3 separate regions of the Mus musculus genome follow, and regions 1 and 3 are each linked to region 2. The links are chromatin contacts, called in public Hi-C and HiChIP or PLAC-seq maps. All regions are on one chromosome and are shown on one strand. The core of a region is the stretch at or near the end of the contact, and the rest is flanking DNA. Distances in the headings are between cores, read along the strand shown. Region 1 overlaps Sulf2 (sulfatase 2). Region 2 overlaps Prex1 (phosphatidylinositol-3,4,5-trisphosphate-dependent Rac exchange factor 1). Region 3 overlaps Ncoa3 (nuclear receptor coactivator 3).

Region 1 (4,121 bases), core at 311-2,810, 510 kb before region 2:
GATTCAAGGGCGTCACAAACACGAACAGTTAAGAGCTGTGGCTGTGACTGAGGGTCTCCCCCTTCAGGATCTGTTTTCAGTGGTACAAAGACCTACCCAGCGTAAAGACTACATATCCCAGGCTCTTTTGCAGCCACGAGTGCTCACACTCACATATCTTGTTTCTCACCGATGGGAAGTAAGGAGAAACGAGAACCTGATCTGTAGACCTGCTCTTGGATCAAGGCCACCAAGACAGCAATGAATTTAGATGAGAGCCATAAGCAGCAGGTACCCCCATTCCCTCTGCCAGACTTAAACTCAGCTCAGTTACCTTCCTTAGATGCTCAAATGGATATAGGGTTTGACCGACAACCAGGCTGGAGTACTGATTTGTCCCTGGGGCTTGTACCGTAAAAAATGAACATACGCCATACAAGTATCATCACTGAGCTACATCCTCAGTCCACGTTGGATGTTTCATTTTGAGATGCAGTGTCACTGCTTAGCCCCAGTAACCCTGAATTATGACCTTCCTGCATCAGCCTCCCCAGCAGCTGGATGGCGCACCTGGTTTGGTGACTGTCTACTTTGATGGTCATTCCTTTCTTTCTGTTTCCCATGTGACTCTGATATGGGCTTTCGCTCCATCATAAATCCCATAGTGTTTTTGGGATTAGTAATTTCCCCTTTTGTTTGACGGACTGTCCCCATGTCTCTGCGTTCCCGTGGCCTCTGTTTTCTGTTTTGATTATGCCACACAAACTTTCCATTTCATGTTTCTCCCAGGAGTCTTTGTGGGAGGAGTGGTCTTTCTGCTTTCCAGGTGACAGGCCTGATGAACACTTTGGGGGCCTCACTATTCATCTGTTTTCTTTTTTTTTTTTTTTTTAAACAATTTCTTTTTTTTTTTTGAAGGATTTATTATTTTATGTATGTGCATACACTGTCGCTGTCTTCAGACACACCAGAAGAGGGCATCAGATCCTATTACAGGTGGTTGTGAGCCACCATGTGGTTGCTGGGAATTGAACTCAGGACCTCTGGAAGAGCAGACGGTGCTCTTAACCACTGAGCCATCTCTCCAGCCCCTATTCATCTGTTTTCATATAAACATTCCAGCCAGAGCTGTTCAGGGTGCTTGAGCCATACCGGCCCATAGATACATCTTTGGCCCACAGTATTCAGTTTTTAAAGATGGAGTTTCTAGCCCTGAATGGCAGCTGCACCCTCCAATAGGAGCCGCCGCCTTGCTATGTCCCTGCCTATCCCCACCCCAACAGCGTTCCAGGCTTCCCAACCATCTGAAGCACTGGCCTACGAGACCTCTAACACGCGCTTTCTGTGGGGACCCCAAGCCATCGGGGTCTGCACCTCCACTCCCATGATGACCTGCCCATGTAGGGGAGCTGGTTTTTATAGCTGAACCTGTTCTGGGGATGATCCTGTGGTGGGAGGAGCATGTAGGGAGTACACAGTCCCACCCACTCCCACTGGGCATCTGAAAGCCTGCCCAGCCCTGATGGATGATGGCTGCAGATCAGCTACAGGAGGTGCCCGGCCCTTCCTCACTCCCACTCAAAACAATGTAGCGTCACGGGCTTGCGACATCTGAGCCTGAGCCATATCATCTGGTTTCACAACAGCCCCAGGCTGCTCGCCAAGGTGGGGAATTCTTGTTTTTTTTCTTTCAAACTCAAGCAAGTTCAATGAGTTGAGTCTGGAGGATTTGGCAAGGGCGAGGTGGCTGGGCTGGGATTACAGCTTGACCTTAGGTGCCAGCCTAGCGGGCGGCCTTTCGAACTCGCCACAGTGTCTCCCTCAAGTAGGCAACAAGGACATCCTGACACAAATAACAGCACAGTCAAAGGTCTCTCTCACCATGGCAACCCCTTCGTCATCTTGGTTACTCCCACAATAAACTGGTGAGTCCCCCATGTCTGTCCGTTCTCTAATTCCAACCTCAACATTCTGGAACCTTCTCTCATGCAGATGGTCTCAGTCAATAAATCAGTTTTAAACACAGAAACCTCAAACTCATGCATGCAAGGAATATCTCGTGACCTCCCTGTCAGAGAATTCACAATCTCCCTGGACTCTCCATTTTTTTAAAACTCTAGTTTCTTTGAAAAGGTGGTTTTCTGAACCTTCTTCAGACACATCTACTATGTGTGCATAGAAATAAACTGGAAACCTCACTGGGAAGTGAAACCTTTTCTGGGCATAACCCAGAGTTATCTTGGGGACCAGTGCAGTGTGGACGTCGCACCCAGGGAAGCTGAGGGCACAAGAGGCCACCTGTCTGTCCCTTGAGCAGGCCCCAACAGTGCCCTACTCTGGTCCTCACCTGTCCGGTAGCCTGTGCTGTTGAGATACACGGCGAAGGTGCGGCTCTCGTGCTGGGCCTGCCAGGAGGGCGAGGAACAATTCTCATTGTTGGTGTAGGTGTTGTGGTTGTGGACGTACTTGCCGGTGAGAATGGAGGAGCGAGACGGACAGCACATTGGTGTAGTCACGAAGGCATTGATGAAGTGCGCCCCGCCCTGCTCCATGATACGCCTTGTCTTGTTCATCACTTGCATGGAGCCTGCAAGCAGAGGGTACTGGTGAGTCATGTGGCCTGCTTGGGGGGGGGCGGGGGAGCTCTTTAAGGGGCTTCCAATCCTGAGCCTGGAACTGTGGGCAAGCTTAGGAAATCCAAGGGTTTACATGGGCCATACTCCTCACCCACAACCCAACCAGGAAGGCCCTGGTCTCAGTGCCACTAGACAGTGGCGTTGGGTACAAACCTGCTTTGAAGTACCTTGAGTCTGACTCAAACCCTATTTTGTACATAAACAGGGTGTCTTTTCTTCAGAGTGCTAATATACACAGATTTTTTTAAAGCAGTCACAAATGCAGATAGAATTAGGTTTCGTTTTGTTTAGAAGTTTCCCAAGAATTATCCACTGAACTGAAGTCTAGTCTAGCCAAGCCCCAGCCAGTCTCTCTACACTTGTAGCCTCATCTAGGGTGCCTCCTGTATGCATTTGAAGTCTATATCTCGCTACCCTTAAAGCTAACCTATCTGCCTAAGAGCTCCTGGACTTCCAGCTCTTGTGCCTCTTTAGCTCCTAGACCCTTTATATCCTGGGCTCTCCATCTCCTGGACTCCCCAGATCCTTAGGAAATCCATGGGCTTGCATGGGCCAGACCCTGCTCCCAAGCCAACCCAACCAGAAAGGCCCTGGTCTCAGTCCCCCTAGACAGTTGTACTGGGTACAAACCTACTTTGAAGTACCTTGAGTCTAGATTCAAACCATGTTTTGTACATAAACAGAGCTCCTGGACATAAAAAACAGAGCTGTATATAAACAGCTTCAGGACCCTCCATATGCTGGACCTTCAGCTCCTGGGCTTCTGATCCCCCTAAATGACTGTGATAGGCCCTTTACCCACACCAAGCATTGAGGGTTCATCCTTGACTGCCACTATATCCAGCCAAGTCAGGCTGGCCTCGAACTCCTGAGTGCTGGGATTAAAGGCGTGAGCCGCCACGCTCGGTGCATGGTAAGGTTTTAAGCTCTGACTTTTAGCTTGAACATATTGGGTTCTCTGAGGTTTGCTGAGCACCATACCACAGCATAGTCTGCAGTGGATGTCAGCGTTACCTCCTAGATCACATGTATCCAACAGGCCCTGCCTGGAAGTCTCTGTGTTACAGCCCGCTAATTGGTCTGAGCTTTGGGACCACTGGGTTGTCCCTGGGGTGGAGAGCAATGCTCACAATTGTTCTAATTACTAACACGTGGGTCAATTGCTCTATATACACGACATGCAAAGTTATTTTTCCAAGTGTCCTTTTCTGAATGGGAAGCGCGGCTGGGGCACTTGGTGATGGATGGGGCCACACAGTGGGGAAGGTGGCAGATGAAGAGCTCAGACCCAGGCTTATCCACAGCAGAAGCAGGGCAGTGACTGTCACCTTCACCAAGGCCTGGTGATGGTGTCCTGGGGAAGCTGAGCATCCCTGTGCCTTTGAATGACTCTTGGGCCCCTTGGGGACAGACGTATTCTCTTTTTTTGTTTTTTTTTTTGTTTTTTGAGACAGAGTTTCTCTGTATAGCCCTGGGTGTCCTGGAACTCACTGTGTAGACCAGGCT
Region 2 (4,043 bases), core at 18-2,517:
GGCCACAAGTGACAAAAGCCAGACACACAGGGATAAGACCCATGACACCAAGATCCTTATAGATCCATCAGTGGGAGACTCAGAAGGCTCAGGCTGGAGTCTGTTACTCCAGCTGTGGATCCAAGGCTATGTCAGCAGCCAGGTCAGGACAGAGCCACAGCAAGGGTCGGGTACCATCGGCAGACAATCAAAAGGTCCAGTGTCAGGCTGGGTTCCCATTAGGGACCAGCTTGCTACATATCAAGGCGTCGTCACCCCAACTCTGAATCATCTCCCTGGAAACATTGACGGAAAACTCAATAAAGCTTGAAAATGCCAACTGTCTATCCTGAGCCCGGGCTGAAGAGCCAAAATAGAACGTTCCGGCTATTCTTAGGCAGTGTTCAAGTTCAGCTTTGGGGGCTGTTCCCAAAAGGCTTTCACTCTTGCCTACTCTTCTCCCACCCCAGGCTCCCCAACCCTGCAGCCTGTACCACCGGGAGTTCAGCGGGAACAAGGGGCCTCACAAAACGGAGGACATCTGCGGGTACATGTTTGCCATCTGAGGGGACGGGCTGGGGTTGGAGTCAGCTGCTGCGCTCGCAGGGTCATCTTTTAGAAAGCCCTGGAAACTGTGAGCAAAGCAGGCCTCCCAGGAGGGTGTAAAGGGCCCTCAGCCCTGCTGCTTGCTGATGCAAATGTTCCAGTGGCAGGAGCCAAGGCGGGGGACACTGAGCAGTTGTCTGTCAGGGAGTGTGCATGTCTCCACAGGAATCTCGGGCCCTGCTGGCTGGTCCCCAGCAGTCCCCAAGCTCCCGATACATGCAGAAGAGAGAGCAGCAGTGTGCACAGCTGTCAAGAGGGCAAGGCCAGACCTCCACCACTTCCTGTGGGTGCTTCCTGCAGAAGCAGCCAGCGGTTTGCCCCAGCTGCCTCCATCTTCCTGGGGCAAGAGCCCTATGGGACTAAACCCCAGGCTCTAGAGAAAAAGGAACAGGCCCCAGGTCCACCAAGCTCTGAAGCCACACAGGTCTTCCCACCTGGGTTACTGATATGTATCAATAAACCTGCTTCATTGCAAGCTCCTGTGACCCCGGACTTGGTCAGGACCCAGAAACCAAAGGGTTAGCAGTTCGGCTCAGCTCTGGGGCTGCAAATAAGGGTTCTTTCTCAAGGGTCAGATGATCAAGGTTTATAACCCAGAAAACCGGACACACCACTGAGCCATGAAGCCTCTCAGGCCTCGTTTAGGGAACTGACGAGCCCTACAAACTTCACCCCCAAGCATGGGGGCAGCTGAGCTCCCGGGCCTGCTGCTTCTTACCCCTGATTTCAGAGCCAGGGATAAGACTCTAGAATGGGACTGAGCAGCAGCAGCAGCAGCTCATGTGCTCTGGCACAGCCATTTATGTCCCTTCTCTGTGTCCCTAAGGCCTCGCCCACCCTCCTGACTACACTGCAGGGGTGTGCCCTCACTGCATAACAAACTGAGAAGCACCATGGTTACAAGCTCTGCACTACAAAGGAGAAACTGAGGCATAAGGAGTGGCATGACTGACTCAAGAGCTGGCACTAATAAACTGCACAGCTGCAACTCTCGCTCACACAGGCAGCCGTGGACTACCAAGCCCAGCCCTAAGGCAGGACCACTGAGGGGTGGGCAGCCATGGACTACCAAGCCCAGCACCAACACAGGACCATCGAGGTGCTCGACAGGGCCAGAGAGTGGGCAGCCAGGCTTGCCATCAGCAGCACATCCTCCTGCTCGCTTTGGTTTGCCTTAGGGGTGGGAGGTTGAGGGTTTTTTTTTCCCCTCTGTTTCAAAGCTTTGCAAAAGCACAAGTTCTCAGCTCATGAGTTACAAGAGCAAACTACTTGCTGGATCTGGCCCTGGTCTCCCCAATCTCTCTCTAAACCCCACAACCTGTGTCTTTCTGAGAACTAAGGACTAGTGTGAATGCAAAACAAAAGGGTAGGGGACAGACCAAGGGGCACCACCTCCAAGGGACAGCTCAGGCTCCATGGCCAGATCCGCCTGCAGCTTCAGAGCCCAGTCTGTCCACTGCCCGGGCCCTCACTGAAGTCACAGGAGGATGCAGCTGAGCTTCCTGGGGAGTCCCTCAGAGGTCCAAGCGGCCATGGCCGGAGGAAACACAGGGAGAGCTGAGCCCCACTCCCACAGCTTCATGTGTTAGCACAGCACGCTGCGTGGGCTGGAGAGACGGCTCAGTCCTGCTGTGGAAGAAAAAGGGTCCGACCTCAGGATGCAAGCTGGGACCTCTGCACTCACACAAAGGCCAGGTGTGGTGACACACGCTTGTAAGCACTGTGCTGGGGAAACAGAGACAGGAAGGCAGGCTCCTGGAGCTCCACAGCCAGGCAGGCTAAGGTCCAGGTCCCACTAAGGCGCTCTATCTCAAAGACAGATAGATGGCTCTGAAGAATACATACACCCAAGATTGGCCTCCGGTGTCCACACACACAGAAGAACCATGACCCCAGCAGTGCTGACAGCTCCAGGATGCTGTCAGCTCAGATGCTCAGGGTCATTCACCTTGAGATTTCCCTCAGCACCATCCTTACCCTCCCTGCAGTTCATGGAACAAAGACAGAAGTAGCCCCTGCGAGCAGGTTCAAGAACGAGGCATGGGCAGTCAGTTAGATTAGCCTGCCGGCAGGAAGCCCCACAAGCCAGCCATCAGACAGGCGTCGGGACAGAGTCAGGGTTGGCACTAGCCAACAGCCACCATTCGTAAAGTCTGGGAAAACAGAACCAAGCAGCAGATGGGGACAGGGCCATCCACGCAGCCTGGGACCTGCCTGCCTGTCGGTTCTGAAGCTGAGGATGAAGCTGTCAAGGGTCAGAGCTGCCCTGGACCGCTCGGGCAAGACCAGGCCAAGGTGGCTAGCAGGGAAGGTGACAGCAGGTGCATGGGTGGCTTTCCTAGTCATCCCATGCCCCGCCAGCAGAGCCCAGGTTTTGGTGCCAGCCTGTCTGTCCCTCCTTGGGGCTGTGGCATATGGGTTTCAGTAACTGGCTTAAGGCTCAAGTCTGAGTAAAAAGTAATAGGTTCAGGGGCAGAGCACCTGACCCAGATCTCAGCCAATCAGAACACAGTCCTGCTCTGCACACTGCTATTGGACTAGAGCAGAATGTGGGTCCCATCTTAGCCAATCAGAGCATAGCACTACCCAGTGGCTAATGACCAAGGGAAAAGCAATGGTCTAAGGAGGTTGGAAGAAGATCAGAGGGCTAAGCCAAAGTTTCCCATGATTGGCTAACGTCAAACCACATGACTCAAATCCAAACCATTTGGAATACACCATTCCCTCAGCCCCAGATGGCTGGCCACAGCCGGAGTGACTCTCGGGCTGTCCGTCAGAACTCCAAGAGAGAAACTCACTGTCTTCTGCTGACTTTAAACTTGACAGGGTGTGAGTCCAGATGCCTACAGCCATCTGCTGCCTCGCTAGAGATGAAGTTGGTTGTGGAAGCCCAGAGAACAGCAGAGAAAGAGGCAGAAGCTGGGCACGCCTGGCCTAGGGCCAGCTCTGCCACCAGACACCACGGATCCTAAAAGCTAACAGCTTCTCTTATCAGTGGCAGGCCGGCAGAGCCCGCCATTTTTGCCTGGGGACAGGTCCACGGGAGTCTCACCTTGAGCAGGAGCGGGTACTTGCAGATTCTCTGGATCGGGGACAGCAGGTAGCCTTCCAGAGGAATGTCAGTGGTCTTCCGGCCCCCCAGAAGCATGCAGCTCTACAAAGGACATGAGAGACCATCATTAATAGACTTGAAGAACAACACGGGAGTGTGGGAACTCTCAGGACATAGTGCTCAGGAGCAGCTATGCGACCCTAGGAGAGGGGCAAATTCTGAAACTCTGCAGAAACCTTTATGGTGCCGCATGCTGGGGCCTGGGGCCTGATCTCACCCATGCCATAGCCGGTGTTAACACGGAGTCACCCCACACACAGTGCCTCAGCAGTTAAGGTGGACCATAGAACTGCAGATCCAAAGACTTTGACAATGAAGATTTTACAGACAATTTCACCATTCTGGT
Region 3 (3,883 bases), core at 664-3,163, 610 kb before region 2:
CAGCCCTGGCTGTCCTGGAACTCACTCTGTAGACCAGGCTGGCCTGGAACTCAGAAATCCATTTGCCTACTGCCCTGCTCACATTGCTATCTTTTTTTTTCTTAGTGTAAAAATTCTTTTTGCTAGGTGTGGTAGCACATACTTTTAGTCCTAGCACTTTGAGGCAGAGGCTATGCAGATGACTGTGAACTTGAGGCCACTATGGTCTACATAGGCAGTTCCAGGCAGCCAGGGCTACATAGAAAGGTCCTGTCTCAAAAAATGACAACAAAACCCTGCATAGTTTCTCATTATGAGGCTCCAGTTGGCCTGCAGCCCTCCATGTATACCAGCTTGCACGTTGTGTGCACCTTCTTTCATGTCTGCCCTAGCAGTTTTGGGGGGGAAATTCCTTTCCCCACACAGTCATCTCATCAGTCAGTACTCATGGCTTTGCAAACTAATGGTAAATGGGGTGGGGTAGGAAAGAATGAACAAATAGATTATATACAGTAAAAATGGAAAAGTCGATAAGATCTTTGTATTTAGGCTGAAAAACATTAGCTGTTCTGGACACAGCTTTTCAGGAATGCTTTGGTAGCTCTGTGAGAAAATTGTGAAATTGTTCAGTATCTGGTGCTGAGGTTCTGCTGACTGTTGTGATAATAAAATGACTCCTCCCGGCTTTCAGGAAGCACTGCTGGAGGGAGCTGGGAACACAGCGTCATCAGAACACTAAGTGTAGCAAGCCGTGGTGTATGTAGACAGTCATGAGTGCACTCTGTGTCTGGGCTGAAATCTGCTTCCTTTGTGCTTCCTTCTTTAAGTGCATGCTGGAAGATAATGTCTTCCCACTCCAGTGTCCTGCCCCTGTGTGGCCCTTCTTTCTCTCCTTTAATGCAGCATATATCCCAGGGCTAGCATCCTACTGCCTGTTGTCCTGCCTCAGACTTCTCAGCCCTGAGATTACCACTGTGTTACCATTCCTGAACGAAAAACAGTAAAATGGTACTAATTGTATTGAAACATATTTTTCCAAAACAAAATGAATTCTTCCCATTTAGCAAATAAAAGATAGTTTTTGTTTTGTTTGTTTTGTTTTGTTGCCAGACCAGATAAATGGCTGTGAAGCTAATTTGTATTTTCTCTGAAAGAATAATCAGGAAGGTTGATGTAGAGACTTTTTAAAAGAAACTGTGACCCCTTGCTAGGCTGTGGGTGAGGGCGGAGGTTTTCTGCTTTAAAGATCCTTATGCTCTGGGTTGGGCCTTTTGCTGAGGATGAGGCACTTTTGTGGAAGCGTTGCCATGGTGACTGCCTTCCAAGAGCTGCCTCAAGGTCACTCATCACTCTCAGCACTGAGTACTCAGATTTTGTAGATCAAACAGCGTTAATTATTATGTCAACTTACTGGACCATTTCTAGAAAACCTAACCAGTACTTTGAATGTTGAAATTTAACCTGCCAGATTAGGAGGTTAGTGGCAAATCTATAAAGCTATAGATTATAATGCCCGATTTAAAAACAACAACTTAACTTGATTGCATTTAGAACGTCTGCCATACCTCCCTTGGTATTTATTCATTTACAAGTGTAATACAGAGTGCCTTAGTATTTATTCCTCTGGTAAATTGAGCTCTAAGTTGTAGTTTGTTTCATCTGATAATTAGATGATTGTCCCATGTTTTTCCAAAAGCAATTTCAGAGGCTTCTGTATCAGGGCATGTGCTCTTTTTGTCTCATGCTCCTGTTAATTTTTCTTCTCCTCGGTTTCTAAATTGTAATCTTTTCATTATGAACGTCATATGGTTTATAAAGCTGTTTCTTGGGGAAGGAAAACGTGGAGAGAAATGTCCCCTTACGTTGGTCTTTGCTGTGGGTTTTGTTCTGGGCAAGGAGGAATCAGCCTTGTGCTTCCGTTAGTGCTTGAAGGTGACTTTGAGATCAGAGCTGAGTGCTTCCTGTACAAAGGGAACAAATAGTAAATGCCGCTCACACACCTGACTGACTTCGGTTTTTTTTTAAGCTAATTACACTCTAACTGGTAGCTGTGCTTTCGGCATTAGACAGATTCCTTCTCACAGGGAGCTGACTCCTGTACAGTATCTAGTCAGATATTTTACACTGAGCTCTCTCTCGTGAGATCTGTAAATATTCCATGTAATACTCACCAGCTAGTAATTGTCTCCTTTCTCCTATTTCTGAAGCAGTGTGCTCTTAGACGATTATTTTGCTAATGGAAAAGCAGAGATGATTTAAATCCATGTCAGCTGTTAGGGCAGTGAGAGGGCTCAGTGGGTCAAGGAGCTTGCTGCCAAGCATGACTACCTGAGTTTGATCCCCATGACCTACATGACTCTTATGGGTTTGTCCTGGCCTCCATATGCATGCCTTCTAAATACATGAATAAATGAATGAATGAGTGAATGAATGAATGAAATTAAACCAAACCAAAACAATTGTGGTATGGCGTGATATGATCTACAAGAGAGGCTATTGGACATACCCTGATCCTTCTTGGTTTGGGAACCTGCTCAAGTAACTGCACTTCATTTCCCTATGAAGAATGCTGGTCCCCATGCCCACTGTGACTTTGCAGAGTCACTGGTTTGTATAGTAAAATTGGATTATCTTTGCTAAAGTCAATTTTAGTGGTGCACACTCAGAAAGTGGAGGCAGGCAATCTTTGTGTAATAGTAAGCTTACTTTGAGGCAAGTCTAGTATAGATGAAACCCTGCCATAAAACAATAAAAAAATTTAAAAAATACAGTTATACATTCCACAGCGCATTTGTGTATGTGTGTCTATCAATCAGGGTGGCCTTGAACTCATTATGTAGCTCAGGCCAGCCCCAAACTCAGGACAGTCATGGCTTAACTTCACAGAGAACAGTTATTACAGCCATGTTCCCATGCCTGGCTTTCTTACCTATATCCATGCATTGCATTTTAAAAAACTGCATTAGATCATTGTGTGATTATTCTCAGCATCTTTCCCAAAGGTTTCTATTTGTGTTTTGCATGTCTATATGTGCATCATGTGCATTGAGTGCCCTCAGAATCCAGTAGAGGATGTTAGGTCTCTGGCACTAGAGTTACAGATGGTTGAGGCACCTGTGCTGCTAGGAATCTTAGTCCTCCAAAGAGTGCCAGTGCTCTAAACTGCTGAGCCATCCCTCCAGCCCTTAACTAACTCACTCCTTCCTCCTAACTAACCAGTGAACTAACTTCCTTTCTTCCTAACTTTTAAGAAAAAATATAAAATTAATTTTTTTTTCGAGACAGGGTTTCTCTGTATAGCCCTGGCAGTCCTGGAACTCACTTTGTGGACCAGGCTGGCCTTGAACTCAGAAATCCACCTGCCTCTGCCTCCTGAGTGCTGGGATCAAAGGCGTGCACCACCACCGCCCGGCAAAATTAAATTTTTTATTCATCCTTTATTATGTATATGTCCATAGGGTATATGTGGAGGTCAGAGGATAACTTTTACAGTTGGTTCTGTTTCCATAATGGAGGGACCTAGATTTAACTCAGTTGCCAGGGTTGGTGACAAGTGCCTTTACTTACTGAGCCATCCCACATACCTGTAACTCAATTTTTGTTGGGGGGCAGTGTTGGGAAGGTAACTCAAGCTCTGGATTCTGTCCTCTGTGCGTACTGTGTGAACCCTGTAGCTGAGCCAGTGGGAAGGGTTCAGAGACAGCCACCAGGAAGGAAGTGATGAATACAAGGGGACTAAGTGAACAGTGGCTCAGGGAAGCACTGGCTTTAATCACAGCACTCCAGAAGCTGAGGCAGGAGCATAAGGCCAGCTCCTACATCCTGAGCTCCGGACTGCTGCTGCTCCGGGACAAGGCTACCTGTGAGGAAAGCAGATGGTGATCAGAGTTTCTTACAGTAGCTA

The links. Hi-C and Micro-C count contacts between places; a contact is called where the count stands out from the background. HiChIP or PLAC-seq counts read pairs in DNA pulled down with a chosen protein or histone mark.
Region 1: a Hi-C map of bone marrow-derived macrophages shows a contact between it and region 2, with 16 read pairs. The contact joins two enhancer-like sites. A contact is called at or near these places in 1 of 484 Hi-C or Micro-C datasets (bone marrow-derived macrophages) and 1 of 9 other capture datasets (embryonic stem cells).
Region 3: a contact with region 2 is called in an H3K27ac HiChIP or PLAC-seq map of microglia, with 7 times the contacts expected there. The contact joins two enhancer-like sites. A contact is called at or near these places in 2 of 115 datasets of contacts at active chromatin or transcription factors (microglia and regulatory T cell precursor).

Annotation. Positions count from the first base shown.
Region 1 is chr2:166,114,546-166,118,666 of GRCm38.p6, forward strand. It overlaps Sulf2 (sulfatase 2), which reads right to left. Exons shown (of 21, transcript NM_028072.5): 3 at 2,327-2,566. Among named protein-coding and RNA genes, the nearest start is that of Gm52534, 3.6 kb to the right of the region's middle. Within about 2 kb of position 1,561, at least 49 of the 459 cell types and tissues checked have an H3K27ac peak or open chromatin away from gene starts, as enhancers often do. A contact at or near this core is called in bone marrow-derived macrophages, where this site is marked.
Region 2 is chr2:166,629,729-166,633,771 of GRCm38.p6, forward strand. It overlaps Prex1 (phosphatidylinositol-3,4,5-trisphosphate-dependent Rac exchange factor 1), which reads right to left. Exons shown (of 40, transcript NM_177782.3): 5 at 3,638-3,739. Among named protein-coding and RNA genes, the nearest start is that of Gm29679, 67 kb to the left of the region's middle. Within about 2 kb of position 1,268, at least 109 of the 459 cell types and tissues checked have an H3K27ac peak or open chromatin away from gene starts, as enhancers often do. A contact at or near this core is called in bone marrow-derived macrophages, microglia and regulatory T cell precursor, where this site is marked.
Region 3 is chr2:166,020,553-166,024,435 of GRCm38.p6, forward strand. The region is part of intron 1 of Ncoa3 (nuclear receptor coactivator 3); the gene reads left to right. Among named protein-coding and RNA genes, the nearest start is that of Ncoa3, 30 kb to the left of the region's middle. RefSeq lists an enhancer at 1-2,910. Within about 2 kb of position 1,914, at least 145 of the 459 cell types and tissues checked have an H3K27ac peak or open chromatin away from gene starts, as enhancers often do. A contact at or near this core is called in microglia and regulatory T cell precursor, where this site is marked.